Regions from separate parts of the Zea mays genome. Here region 2 is linked to region 1. The links are chromatin contacts, called in public Hi-C maps. All regions are on one chromosome and are shown on one strand. Each heading gives the region's core, a stretch centred on a gene start, on an enhancer-like site or on the middle of the called end of the contact. The rest is flanking DNA. Distances are from core to core; before and after follow the strand shown.

Region 1 (7,073 bases), core at 1,937-4,436:
TGATCACTCGTCTTATTCAACAAAAACTGAAATATTATTTATTTTGTTATAATTTGTTTTATCACTTAAGGTAGTTTGAGCGTGACTTGAAATTTTAGATTTTCAAATAAGACGAGTGGTCAAAGTTTTAGTCAACGGTGTCATATTTTTAAAAACGGAGGGAGTATCTGCTAGTCGACTTAGCACACAAAGTAATCTTTGTAATCTATTACTGATACCAGATACCAATGCAAAGGTAGCTAGTATTCACTCCCTCCGGCCTGAAATATACTGTATTTCCATTTGTCTTAAGTCAACCCATCTCAAGTTTGACCAAATTTATAAAAAAGGAAAATATTTTTCACATCATCTAAGTCCCATTAGGAACATTACAGAATTTATTTTTATAACTTATCTTTTTGATGTGGAAGAAAGTAATGTGTTTCCCTATAATTTTAGTCAAACATGATGTCGGTTGACTTAGGACAGGTTAAAATACGCTATATTTCAGGATGGAGGGAGACCAATACCACCATAAACTAGATCGAAGGCAATTCAAATAGCAAAACAAAATTATGAAAGGATGTTCTTTGGACAGCGAGCCTCAGCTGTCCCAACAAAGAACCAAATATAAAATTTGTAGTTAAGTTGTTAAAAGAACTTTACACAAGTTTCACAAGACAGAATAGTTCCACATGGTGTTAACAGAAAAGCGCCACACCGGTTGAGATGGTTTGAACATGTTCAATGGAGACCTCTAGAGGCACCAATGATCCTAAACCACGATAGCAATAGCAATGGTAACTTGGTAAGAGAGGAGGGAAGGTCGAAGTTGAAATGTGAAGAGACAATTAAAGGAGATTTGAAAGAATGAAATATACCCAAACATTTAGCCTTGAATAAGAGCCATTGTTTTCAGATTGTCCGACTAATCGCGATTAGTCGGGCTGATCGGTACTCAGTGCTCAATAAGGGGGTTTGATTTGATCAGGTGATCTGATCGTCCATATCGTTCGACTAGTCAGCGATATGTAGCGATTAGTCGTCTGGTTAGCGATCAGTCGCGTTAATTACTCAGGGTTCAGACTTCAGTTCATACTGCTGTTCAGTTCAGACTTCAGTTCATAGTTTCAGACTTCAGTTAAGACTTCAGACTTCAGATGTATGAACTCATATAGGTGTTGCCTTCTTGGTCATGGTGAAGTTGTAATTGCAGTTTCATAGTTTCATATAGACTTGTTGCTGGAGATGTACTGCTGTCTTGGACTATTGAAGTATTCATGCTGCTGTTTTGGACTATTTATACTGCTGCCTTGTCTATACTTGTGCTTGTCCTGAGCAAGTCTCTATACTATATAAGTACATATCTATAGATAGTGTTATATATGTCCTGGAAATACACAGGGCGACCAGGGGGGACGATTAGAGTTGATCAGGGGCGACTAATCGCACTGATCGTCGCCTACTCGTGACTAATCGTCTGATCGCGCAGTGGCATCGATCAGACGATCTGAAAACAATGATAAGAGCGCATGGAAAACATCTATCCATGTGTCTAACCTCTGATTTGTGGTTCTAGACTGCCCCAATTTCCTTAAGACCAAAAGGCTTTGTTGTTGTTGTTGGTTGGCTGGCAAATATTAAACATGCACCATGATTACTGACTAGGGGTGATGACCCTCTGATTGAGTTTTGACATATTTCTGTCTAGTATAGTGGGTAAATAGCATAGCACTCAAACAATTTCATCTTGAGGCAACATTATGAATACTTGTTGGGTTGGCAAGGTAAGCCATTTTTATCAATCCTGAAATGCATGATGCTACACTGCAGAAATTATAAATGTACACAATATCAAAGTCAAGGGATAGTTCCTATATGTGACCTATAAAGGTAGACAAACTATGTGTTCACAACACCACATTTTTTCTTCCAAGTCATAATCTCCCTGATATTTAGGGCTTGTTTGGTTTGTGGCTAACTGTGCCCCACTTTGCCTAAGGTTAGTCGTTCGAATTGAATAACTAACCTTAGGCAGAAAAGTTAGGCAAAGTGTGGCAATTGGGGTAACGAACCAAACATGCCCTTATTTTCTTCGCTAAATCACTACCTCACTTTTACTTGGCAACCACAAAAAGCACGTGAACCAACGTTTGTCGTACCCCTCTCGCCATACACACACCATGATCCGATCTAATCTCTACGCAGGTAGTGACGGGAAGGTCTGGTCATCGACTCCGATCTTCGAACTGCTACCCTGATGGCATCTAACCCCAATCCCAAAGCTATACTCTTATATTGTACAGTTTTTAGTGGCTAGGGTTACAAACTAAGGTCGTAAAAATCTAACAGTGGTACCAGAGCTAAGGTTTTGGGCTCGGATCCTAACCCTAGATGCTAATTTCCCTTCGATTTTGGGACAAATCCGAGTAAAGCCCTTCTCAAGTATTGGATTTGTGTTCCTACCCAATTAAAACAAGTAGAAGAGGAGAAAGAAACCCCAACCGGCATCCCCATTTTCCGGTCCCAAACCCTGACCCTAAGATGTATAAATGTTTACAAACACTGTTAACATAATTTTCTATGATCTTATTTTTTGACTGTTACTACAGTTCTGCAAGAGTTATATTACCAGCATACTCGAAAAAGAACATGCTTCTATTTATGGTCACAAACGTGTATTTGATATTGCGCGCAGGGCGTTCATCATTTACTAGTAACAACTAATCTTGGCGAGGCCATCCCAATAACAAAAGCCACGAGAGAAGCACAACCCGATACGGCTGCGTCTGTCAAAAAAGTTTGCGCGGAACAGACGAAAAAGACGAGGCCCCCAACAGGTTAGCACATGCTTAGTCACGTATCATGGTTGTCGGGATGGCGCTCTTACCGCATATCTTGATGGGGGCCTCGAGCTCCAGGAGGTTGGGCTGGGAGAGGAACACATCCTTGGCGGCGGCGCAGAGGCGCCGGATCTCAGCGTCGGTCACCTGCGCGTTGCGCGGGGTGCGCCCGCCGCGGGCCTCGAGGAGCCGCCGGATGAGGTCGTCGACCGCCGCCTCGTCCATCGCCTCGCCTGGAAGGGAACGGGATGGGAAGGAAATCCCAGCTCAACTGCCGCCGCGTCGCGCCGCCCCTGGCGGATAAACCCTCGCTCAGAAATAGAAGCCGCTAAAACCCTAAAGTCTCTTTGCCGATCAACGGGAAGACGACTCGGAGAAAGGTACCGAAGAGGGGATTGTGGATTTGTGCCTTTGTGGTGGGGTGCTGGGTCGCTGGAAGTACTCCTGGAAGTCGGTGGTTTATGGGATTGTTGCGTTTAATTTGGACTAGCGTAGCGCTTGGATACTTCGGTCGAGTTGGGTTTGGGCTGGGCCGACGTCAGCCTGCTCTAGTTGAAAATTAGAGGCGGCGCCGCACTACAGTCGAGCTGGTTTTGGGGGTCGACGTCAGCCCGCTCCATGGATGATGCATCAAAGCTGTTGGAAGTTCACGTGTTTGCTCCTTTTTTTTTCAAAAGTATAATAATAAAGGTATAATTTTACCATTGATCATAATCATCGTATTTCTTCACGTGGACGTATCCGCACCCATGTTGGGTCTGTTTAGTTCAGCTTTTTTAAATAAATTTTTATGAGAATCTGGTTAGGAAGAATCCGATGGCAGAGCATCGTGAAGATTATATATAGAGAAATATAAAAGAGTTCATATAGTTTAAGATGTGGAATTGATGGTTTTCTACTATCTCAACGACTCGGTCTATTCTATGTTCACGTTGATTTTGAACAGTTTTCTGTTAAAGTGATTCTCATAAAAACTGACTAAAAAATTAGACATTTGGCAGTCTGCATTATTTTATGGTGGCCAAAACCTGAAAAGGCTAAAACAAAACTAGGGGTCTTTCTAAATTTCATCCTTTAAGTTATCGTTTGAGAGTCGTTTGTATAAACCCACTTTATATATCTTTTCAGTCTTCAACCACTTTTCTATATACTGTTTGCACTATAGAGTCATTTTCGTTTTCTATTTTTGACTAGCGATAAACCAAAAATAGAAGATGTCTATATTTAGACAATCATTTAAATAAGATGTTAAATTGTATGCTTTTACAAATATCTCTATTCACATTAATTAAAAAGAATATAGAGGGTCTTTTAGAGTCGCTAAGAGCACTTTGAAGAGTTTCCGAAATTCAATCTCCATCTAAATGTTTGGTTGGTAAGATTGAAAAAAGTTTGTTCTTTAATAATTCTATATCATAAGAGCGTGAATCCTAAACACATCTTTAATAATAAAAGGAAGTTTTTTTAATACGATGCACTATATATTATAGTATCTTCGTTGTTTTAGCTATAGATTTTCATGTCCATATTCATATAGACGATTGCAAATAACATATATATAACATATATATTAATTATTGTATGACTTCAATAATAAGGTAAAATAAATTTAATTTGAGACGGAGTGAGTAAAGTAGAACACGCTCGTAACTAAATCAACACCACATAACAGTGTGAGATCGCAGCTCCGTAGATTTTGGGTTTAGCGTGTTCAGGTTAGATTCGATTTTTCTCCAATGTTTTTTGGGTTTGGGATTAGAAACTTATCGGTTTCAATTTTGGTTTACAATTTTTACCCATTGATGTCCCGATGTCCGGTGAAGGTTCGAAATAGTTAAGTCATGAATTTGCTTGATGTTTTTTTTTCACCTTTTATGTGTATATGTGAGTATCTTTTATGTGTATATGTGAGTATGGAATATATATCATATATGTGCTCGTAGAATGTTTGTATTGTTTTCCGGTATTGCCACGCAGCGATGGATCTTAGGTTTTAAATAACTACTATGACATTTGACTTTTTTGTCTTAATTTTGACCAATTGTGTTATTAAAAAAGTCTAGAAATTTTATTGATTTTCACTGCATCTTGGTTTAGTATATAATAAGCCTTAAATGTAGCTATAAATTATTTTGGATTTTTTAAAAATCAAGACAAGTGGTCAAAGTCGAGACTAAAAAAGTCAAACGTTAAACGACATATATTTACGAACAAAGGTAGTATTTAGGTTTTGAGGACTCGTCAAATTTTGTTCTGAATTTGAATTATCACCTAATTTAGTATTTAGGGTGGTTTTGGATTTCCGTTCGAGTTTTAGGTTTGGACTCGAATCCGTCGTGTTGCCATTGGCAAGCGCACACACCTGTTCATTTCAGATTTTTTCAATTAGTTTTTTAAAAAATCTGGTTGTTAGAAGAATTTAAGTATTGTAGGGATTATATGCGGCTGAAGATAAAAGATCCATAGGTTTTATGATATAGAAACTGGCGGATTTCTAATATCGCGAGGACTCGACTGATTACATATTTCAGATTTTGGATGACTTTTATTTTATATAAAACTAGCTGAAAAGCTAAATATTTGGTAATCAGTGAAGACAGGCTCAGAAAAGAGAAAAACTAAAACAAACGGGGCCAAACCCGCAGCGCCGATCGTTGAACTGAGAAACCCAAACCCACACACAACTGAAAGGCAACATAAATGCACACCCGCTCTGCACGAACCGCAAGGCGCTGGCTGGCTAGCTGACACCGAGGAGCCGGGGCGGAATCCGTCCGCTGCAGCACAGCCGCGCCCGGGGGAAACCGCCAAAACCCCGTAAAAAGTCCAGGAAAAAACAAGCCCAAAGCGGGCGAGTGCGCGGCCGCGGGCAAGCAACCGGCCACCCACCTAGCTCGGCTCCGCTCAGCGGCAGCACCGCAGGCCGCAGCAGCACGGCATGGGCGCAAACACTAAAAAGAAGGGAGCGGCCGCGCCTCCACCCCAAACCCACCTCGCCTCCTAGTCCCCCCCTTCGCCTTCTCTCCCGAGTCCCATCGGAGCCCGGAGCTCTCTCGCCTCCCGCGAGGCTGTGTGGTGAGGCGCGGACGAGATGAACGAGCAGGGGCTCGGTGGTCTCGGCGGGGGCCGCGGGGCCGTGCAGGGGCACGGGCGGGAGGCGATGGCGCTCTTGCAGCACCAGCAGCTTCAACAGCAACGGCGGCAGCTGGAGGAGGAGGATGAGGTGCGGCGCCAGATGTTCGGCGGGGTGGCGGCGTTCCCGGCAGCGCTGGGCCACGGCCAGCAGGTGGACTACGGGGAGGACGCCGGCGGGCTCGGGGACAGCGACGCGGGCGGGTCGGAGCCCGAGCCACCGCCGGAGCGGACGCGCGGGGGGTCCGGCGGCGGCGGCGGCAAGCGGAGCCGCGCTGCCGAGGTGCACAACCTCTCCGAGAAGGTGGTGCCGTTGTCATTTCTTGAAATCCGAGTTCTTTCTCCCCGCGCTGAAGAGTAAAGATCGTTGTTTGGGTTTTTATGTTTTTTTGGCGCAGAGGAGGAGGAGCAAGATCAACGAGAAGATGAAAGCGCTGCAGAGCCTGATACCCAACTCCAACAAGGTGAGTGGAAACTGACAAGAGCTCTTTCTCACTCTCTCGTTCGCTTGCAAAGGTTGTTCAGTTGTTAGTCCTGGACTTGACCGTAATGTGTTTCTGCTGTGATGGTTTTTGGGAGTGCAGACCGACAAGGCATCCATGCTTGACGAGGCCATTGAGTATCTGAAGCAACTGCAGCTCCAAGTGCAGGTGAGCAAATAGGACACGTCCACATGGTGCCGATGCATCTTTCTGGTACAAAACATTGACGTAGAATTGGTACAATAGAAAGTACCCGGCCATAATGATTCTTCATCAAATCCGTGACGACAGACTTGCATGACTCTTGAGTTGAGGCCACTTGCCTTATTATAACCAGCAAGGGCCTTCGCATTATGTGTGATCCTGTGATGGGTGCTTCGTTTTTATTATTTTTGAAGAGACAGAGACAGCTTCATTAGTTTGCCGATACCTTCCATTTTCATTTGTTTAAAATTTAGGTTTGCCGAGACACCACTGTGGCTAAACTATTGATCGATGCCAAGCTTGCATGTTGTTTTGTTAAGTAAAAGCATGTCCCGCCGACAGGTGTCCCTGTTTATATGTTGGATGGCAATTTGGGCACTGAGTACTTGTCAAGGTTTATACTTTGTTTTAAAACATAATCTCATCAACGTGT
Region 2 (7,432 bases), core at 1,166-3,665, 180 kb before region 1:
GCCACCAGATGGAAGAAGAACCTGCAAAAAAAAGTGCTGCATAAGAACAAGTTTCCAACATCACTGATATATTCACTGTTAAAGTGACTTACCCCTCCCCCTTCAGATTCACTTAAGTATCTTATAACCTCATGAACGACCTGTATATCTTGGGGGTACCTCTTATAGTACTTCTCGTTTTGCTGCTGGACCTGTTTAAAGCAAGCTCTGTACACCGTATCTGCAGTGCAAGGTTCTCCTAGTGGTGGGAGCCCTCCAGTCAAAAGAACAGATTTCAGGCCTTCTGGAGCAAAACTCAAATATGTAACGGCACAAAATCCACCATAACTCTGCAATTACGAACAGGTCGATGATGGCATAAGCAGAGTGCTACTACCCCAAAAGAATGCATGACTTTGTGAATGAAGGACAATAACTAAAAACTGCAAGGGAGGTTCGTATATTTTTAAGCTTTATCTCCAGAGAGCAAGATACAGATTAGTTAGCCTTCTGTTGATTACTGAGTTAGCTTGCATGACCCTGTGACTTTTCACATACTTAATTGATGTTAACAACTAACAAGAGATCTTCAACCTTAATTCCACTAGTAGAAGTTCATAATCAAGCTGAGCAAGTGAGGAGCGTTGTCCCACATGGCACAAATACTTTTGGGGAAAGACCCAGTGCTGGAGGCTCCCGAATGAGTGGGGTTTAGGGAAGGGATAAACTGAGGCAATCATTTCCCCGCAAATGTAGAGAGGCTGCTTCGAACCCACGACCTAGTGACTAAGTAAGGCATCTCTCACCACTGCACCAGCCTGCCCTTCAGTACAAATACTTATGTTGTTGAAATATTTAATTGAGCTATATATGAACATATCCTTAAAGCTTATGATGGTACCATTTCTACTAAGTGCATGCCAGATAGCATACCTGTCCTAGGACTGTCCAAGGCTTAGCATCTGGTACAAGACGTACACGAATAAATTCTGCATCCTTAACTATATTATCTGCCCTGAAATGCTTCAGGTACTCCACCTGATTTGCAGGAGATTTAATTTGCGAAAGAGATGATGGAGTCAACGGTGTGGATAATCCTGTTCCCCGCTGAAAACAAGAAGGGTGTCAACACAGTCCAATCCAAGGGGAAGGGGAGAACAAGGACAGAGAGAACTCAGGATCTAACCAAGAAATTCGACCGTGCATTCTTACCTGATCTAGCAGGACAACGCGGTGGTCTTCACAAGCTTTCTTTAACCACCCACCTGCTTCCGTGGGACGGGGACTCTCAAATCCAGGCCCTCCTTGTAGGTACAATAAATAAGGCAGAGATATGTATTCTTTCCCAGCTGAAACAGTTCAAACATGAGGGTCATTGATATTTTTAATAACTACAGAAGCACTAAAGCACGTAGTGGTTCTAGCTCTCCCAATATGATAAGGGTCAATTCACATACATTTAGGAGGGTAATGAGCTCTAAATTTTACACTATAAAATTTAAGGACTGGATCAAATTAGGATCAGGCTCTATTATATTCATTTTTTGAAATAAAATTAATTAAGGACTCAAATGAATTGTGAAGAAACATTTGGATCGTGATCCATTACTTCAAGCCTAAGCGTCCAATATGATAGGGTCAATTCACATACATAGAAGACATACAAGCCTAAACCAGTAGATACCTCACATCAGTTAAATGTAAATTGTTGCACGAAGCGACTTCACCAAAATCTTTCTTACCTTTTACATTTGCAAGCTGCGACATCGTTTACACAATTATATTGGTGGTGACAAAGAACTAGTCAGTTCTCCAAACAAATTTGCTCCTAGTTTGCCAGAAACATATACCTAGAATTAAGCTAAGCAGGCTGGCCCGATGCAGTAGCACAGATGAGCCACTGCTAAGATTCTTGATTCATGTGATCATGTCCAAACCCAGTGGATTATGTCTGTACTTCCCAAATAACACACCTACACATCGTTCCAATTTCTTCCAGCGAAACATAACGTAACCAACGTAACACACCCACATTAACACTGCGCGGATCGCAATCGGGTGAGCGGAAGCTGGTAAGCGCGACCTACCGGCGACGACCTCGCGCGCGAAGACGGTGATGGTGTCCCCGCGCTCGGGACTGGAGTGGTCAAGCGGGACGGCGAACCGGTGGTCGCGGAGGCTGAGGCCCGGTACCGCGTACCACGCGTCAGCCTCGTGCTCCGTCCCCTGCGCCGCCGCTGACGACGACATGGCCGCGGCCGCTCTCCTCGGCACCGGGATCCGGCACGACGAGAACCGGAGGCCAACGGCGGCGGGGACGCGGAAAAAGGCCGGGTGGCGGCGAATCGGGAGCGCCCGGGCGGCGGGGACAGCTGTGGCGGTGGCGATGGCGGCGGCGCAACGGAGTCTCGCTGCGTCCATGCGGGGAGACCGTCGATCCGATATATAGCGGATGGGATTAGGCGGATGCCAGCATCGGAGGCAGCTTTAATTATTTGACTGACACTGACGTCATAACTCACACGAGTTTTCATGCCGAGCATTAAAGTCCGCATTTAGGGAGAACTTTTCACCAGCTTAATTAAAATTTAAAAGGTCTGCGAAACAAATTCTACATTTGAGAACAACTCAGAGCATGTACAACTCTTTAGATCTCAGCGAGGGATTGAAGTGATTAAATTCCTTTCTATCAAAATTTGACTAGTAAAGATTTAATCTCCTTCAATTCATTCCTAACTAAAAAGTCTTTACGATAGGTTCCAATAAAAAAAGTCATTTATACATCTCTCTATATATATTACTTCTTAGGTCAATGTTATAGCATACGGTCTATTAGTTGTCTTTTATACTTAAAAACCTGATTTTAAGTTTACGGTGTACATGCCCTTGTAAAACAAAGAGCAGCGGTGGAGGGGAAGGCATTAAGACATGAAATTTCCTGGCTTTCTGTAAGGAATCCCAAACCCTGCTAAAAAGACTCTAATTTTTAGTGAGTTCCATCTTCACCGTTCCGCCAAACTTAATAATTCGGAATGGAAATCCATGACAACACAGAACGGGAGAACCGACAGGACAGATTTAAGACAAATATAATAAATATATACAGGAACCGTAGCAGCGTCCGTCTTCAGAACGACTAGGCGTCAATCGGATGCTCTACAATGGCTCAAAAAATGAAATTGTTCAATGCTTATTAGACATGATTTGATAACTACATAATCACGTTAAGATCTAATTAAGGAAAACACTGGTATATAAGTTCTGTTGTATCGTTCTGAAACTTTGAAACCATAGAAAAATCTCGCTTTCAAAGAGAATATTTTTGAGATCCAGATACTCTAGGCTTCATATTAGGTACATATTACACCAGCTCGGATCGTCATGTTAACAAACTAATGATGGGAAAAATAATCACCTTGTATTGTTGTAACCTACAATATCCAGCACCGGCAGGTAGTGACTAATAGCAAATCGTTCAACGTTTGAATTTCCACCATCCAACCTTCAGTTGCAAGGTTATGCAAATCGTTCAACATTTCAAGGTTGTCTAGTAGCAAACAATTGCATCAGCAGTTAACACGAACAAAGGGACACACAGTTTTCTTTTCAAAAGTTAGACACAGTTTTTGAAGCACATGGTCATAATTCAGGGAACTTGTTAGTCAATCCATTTTCAAGATGTACATATCCATGTATTACTTTGACAAAAAAAAGTTACAGCTGAAAGCATAGCCCCACATAGGACTAGAGAAACCTATGTATACAACTATACATATGATATTCAATATGAAAATACACCATGCGACACAGTTATTCAATATGAAAATACACCATGTGTTGTAGAACTAGGCAACGAGCACAAAAGAATAATATCTAAACCATCATCATCATAATCTACCTCCATAAAATGTCGATATGAAACGATCTTCTTAAAAACTGAAAGATGGTTAAGCACAAAACCATCCTCTTGCATCTTGTGCGTTTATAAATTCATCTTCATATGCATTTTTCTTGTCAAATCCTTAGACATGCAAATCAACTCTAGCTTGAGCCATAAAATAGATGTATTTTTCTCTTGTAAACAACCTTGCAAAATATTATTTGAAAGATGAAATTGAATTTGAGTCACGGCCTTACAATCTTCTCCTCATGGGTCCAAGATTTTGGATCTTTTTTACTGAACTTATCAAGAGTGTCATCGACTTCAGTTTGAGTAAGAATGTCCCTCATCTTGATTTGCCATAGAGCGAACCTTGTGCCTTGATCCAAAGATAGAGAAGATCATACTTCATTGACATGACAGAGAAATAACAAAAATAACTAGAAAAAAAATATAATCTGCAAAAAAAAAATTAGTGTAACTCTAGCTATAACCTCCTTGTGGTAATCTGCCTCTTAACAATAGTTTTTGCAAATGAATAGGTACCACCATCGATCGACAACAACATGAAGATTAACTCTATCTAAAAAACGGCGAATAGTAGACCCAATCGCACACGACGACACAACAAACTTACAGAGCAATCAAAACACTAGATTTATTTTTCAATCTTATGTCTAACTCTAGTTCACTCGTTAGCAAATAATGCAAACATGGATTAAACACAAGACACATAACTTCACCTAAAAATGATAAGCGCGCCAACTAGCAAATTTCACTATATAATGAGAGTTTACAAAACATAAAAAATAAAATAAGTTATATCTCTTCCCGTATATATATAACACGCATCCAGAGAGACTATAGTTCAATACCAAAACAAATCCGTTAATTGACATATCCCGAATCACGAACCCTCTAAGGGCTTATTCGGTTTTACCCCAATCCATATGGATTGAAGGGGATTGAGGGGTTTCAATCCTTAGTAAGTCAAAATTCCTCCCAATCTGTATAAATCCCCTCCAATCCATATGGATTGAAAATAACCAAACAAGCCTTAAACGTTCCCGTAAGACCCACGTTAGATTTCGGCTTATATTTCAACAACACCAGCATACGAACACAGGAACAGAAGTATATACTGTACTACACTACATTGTTCATATGCAAGTTACCTGTTCATTTTCATGGGAATCGTTCAGGAATTTCACATGAAAATCGGTCCAATTACACAGGCAAAACATTAGCATAAAAAATCCACGTTCCATATTGGGTACACAAATGGTTCACCTGATACTACTAATTTAACATCAGAGTGCGTTGTAGACAAGCAGAGCACTATCACTACTCACTAGGCTCCCCTACCTACACTAACATAGATCATCATAGCGCCAAATTAGCTATGATAATAAATTAAAATCTCTTGGTAAATTAGCTGCCCAAGCCCTGCTTGATAATCAGGGCAACGCCGCAATGTCTGGCAGTTACTGAGGCCTTCGCGCACCTGAAGTGTTGGGAGGCCGAGGCTCGCCCTGCTGCTGCTCAGAATGGCCCCGATAGTGCCTAATTGCAGAACTGTAAGCATTGCCTGTCAGACTCCCTCTCATCTGTCCCGTGGGGCGCCAGCTATCATCCACAGGGAGCTCCGGTGGAAGACCATGCGAAGGTCCAGCCTGAGGTGTGCTTGGAACAGTCGGTGGTACACTGGGAGGTTGCAGGTGCGGTGGCGCCCGCTGTAGAGGCGGGGTTGTTGTTCGTGGCACTTGTTGCGATCGTGGTGCCTGGCTTTGCTGCACAGGAAAGAGATGGTTTTGGATGTCTGCTTGGGTTGGTCGGACATACGCGGCAGCGGTGGTTTGGCCGGCAGCAGCCAGTGCTGTTTGGTTCATGCTCATCCGTGTGTGCCTCAGTGGATCCATAGTTGGAGTCTGTTGCATAGTTCTGTAGGCGTTCGCTCCTCCAGCCTGCACTGAAATTCCTGGTGGTGGTCGTGCACCCATGAGGTGTGGCGCAGGCAGACCAACAACTCGACTGGGTAGATGGCTCGATGTGTTGCGAATATCCTGCCAATAATTGTGATTATGTCAATGCATGTTTGCTATTGTGATATATAGTACTCCATCCCAAAATATAATTCGTTTTAGATAAAATATACATTCACTAATTAACCTATGAATATATTTTGTATGTATGTCTATATTCATTATCATCCATTCAAATGTAGACAGAAAAAAGAAGGCTAGAAAGAACTATATTTTGGGACAGAGGGAGTATAAGTAAGATAATAGTGAAGACCCTTTCAGTGCCATAGAACTGTCACTGTCTGCTGGTGCTGGACTCGGCAACAGACATAAATGCTTTCACTACATCAAGTTTCAGGTCCTAGCGCCACCAAAAACCTTGCTAGTACAGCAATCAACCTGTCACCCAGTATATACTGACAGCAATACAGCAAACTAGTATGTGATTCACTGATTCTTATTAGTTGTTACCAGTTTCTATGGTTCCTTTGACACATTTTTTCTCGAATATGAAACAAAGCTGTCATTGCATTAGGAAGGCCTGCAGTTGTAGAGATACAACAGTCCATATACCACCACTGCTGCAACAGTTCCTTTGGTCAGTAAGGACTTTGTGATTAGTATCACTAGATTCCAGTTGAATTAGGCCAGGTAACTTACGGGTTCCATTCACTTCCTGTGGGGTTTCATTAAAAATAGTATGTGCAACCTGTAGTTGTTATGCTAATATTTCAGGTGTTATGCAGACTTTTTTTCAAAAAGAAAGGATAAAACAATTCAAGCTAATTGCAAGGTGGTCTGACATACATGTATGAGGATTGAGGAAGCTGAGCTAGTTCAGTTGGTCGAGGGTGTGAATGTATACCATGACCACCTAGGTTTAAGTCCTCGTCGAGTCGAATTCGGGTGCCTATTTTCTTCTTAATAAAATGCCACCTAGTTTCTCCTAAGTCGAAAGTGCTACTCAGACCACCTAACCAACTCGGCTAGAGGCCCTTTTGCTAGCCACAACAACTCAGTTTCAAATTCATCTTAAGATGCCAAGAAGGCAAGAACCAAAGTAGACAAGCAATCAACCTGGCGCTGTATATCATGTGCTGACAATTGTTAGTGTTAGTGGACACACTAACCAAGCTTTTGGGTTGAACTGATTAGTGCGTCCACTCTAACATGGTATCGAAGTCAGAGGTCTCGAGTTCGAATCCTGGCAGAGGCTTTATTTGTGCCTCCACCCATTTATTTCCACGTTTGCGCCTTTCTCTCTGGTGTGTGTTCACCTTTTCTCTCTTGCTGCACGTGAGTGGGGGTGTTGAAGTGTATAAGTGGATTGAGTACCTTCTCCTGTGAGCTTAAGCTTTGGGTTGAACTGGTTAGTGAGTCCACTCTAACAACAATGACACTTCTGTTTTCTTAAATCTCAGCATCAAACATGATTTTTGTGATGATTTTTGAAACATTGTAACACGGTATTTTATATTTCAGTCCTTTAGCTAACAAGGGCACCACCCCCCTGGGTGCCATACGATTTTCCTTTATTCACTATCCTAGTTCT

What was found. Hi-C and Micro-C count contacts between places; a contact is called where the count stands out from the background.
Region 2: a Hi-C map of leaf shows a contact between it and region 1, with 3 times the contacts expected there. The contact joins the promoter of LOC100279880 here to the promoter of LOC100216757 in region 1. A contact is called at or near these places in 10 of 25 Hi-C or Micro-C datasets (ear, endosperm, leaf and 3 more).

The regions. Positions count from the first base shown.
Region 1 is chr9:18,128,637-18,135,709 of Zm-B73-REFERENCE-NAM-5.0, reverse strand. It overlaps LOC100216757 (putative serine/threonine protein phosphatase superfamily protein), which reads right to left and starts at 3,186. Exons shown (of 3, transcript NM_001143158.1): 1 at 2,870-3,186. The coding sequence starts at 3,047. LOC100193167 reads left to right here and starts at 5,817. Exons shown (of 7, transcript NM_001138322.1): 1 at 5,817-6,258; 2 at 6,353-6,418; 3 at 6,539-6,604. The coding sequence starts at 5,914.
Region 2 is chr9:18,306,549-18,313,980 of Zm-B73-REFERENCE-NAM-5.0, reverse strand. LOC100279880 (alpha/beta-Hydrolases superfamily protein) reads right to left here and starts at 2,415. Exons shown (of 10, transcript NM_001152833.2): 1 at 2,067-2,415; 2 at 1,192-1,328; 3 at 913-1,086; 4 at 93-329; 5 at 1-21. The coding sequence starts at 2,400. It overlaps LOC100217275, which reads right to left. Exons shown (of 16, transcript NM_001320109.1): 16 at 5,089-5,922. The coding sequence ends at 5,344.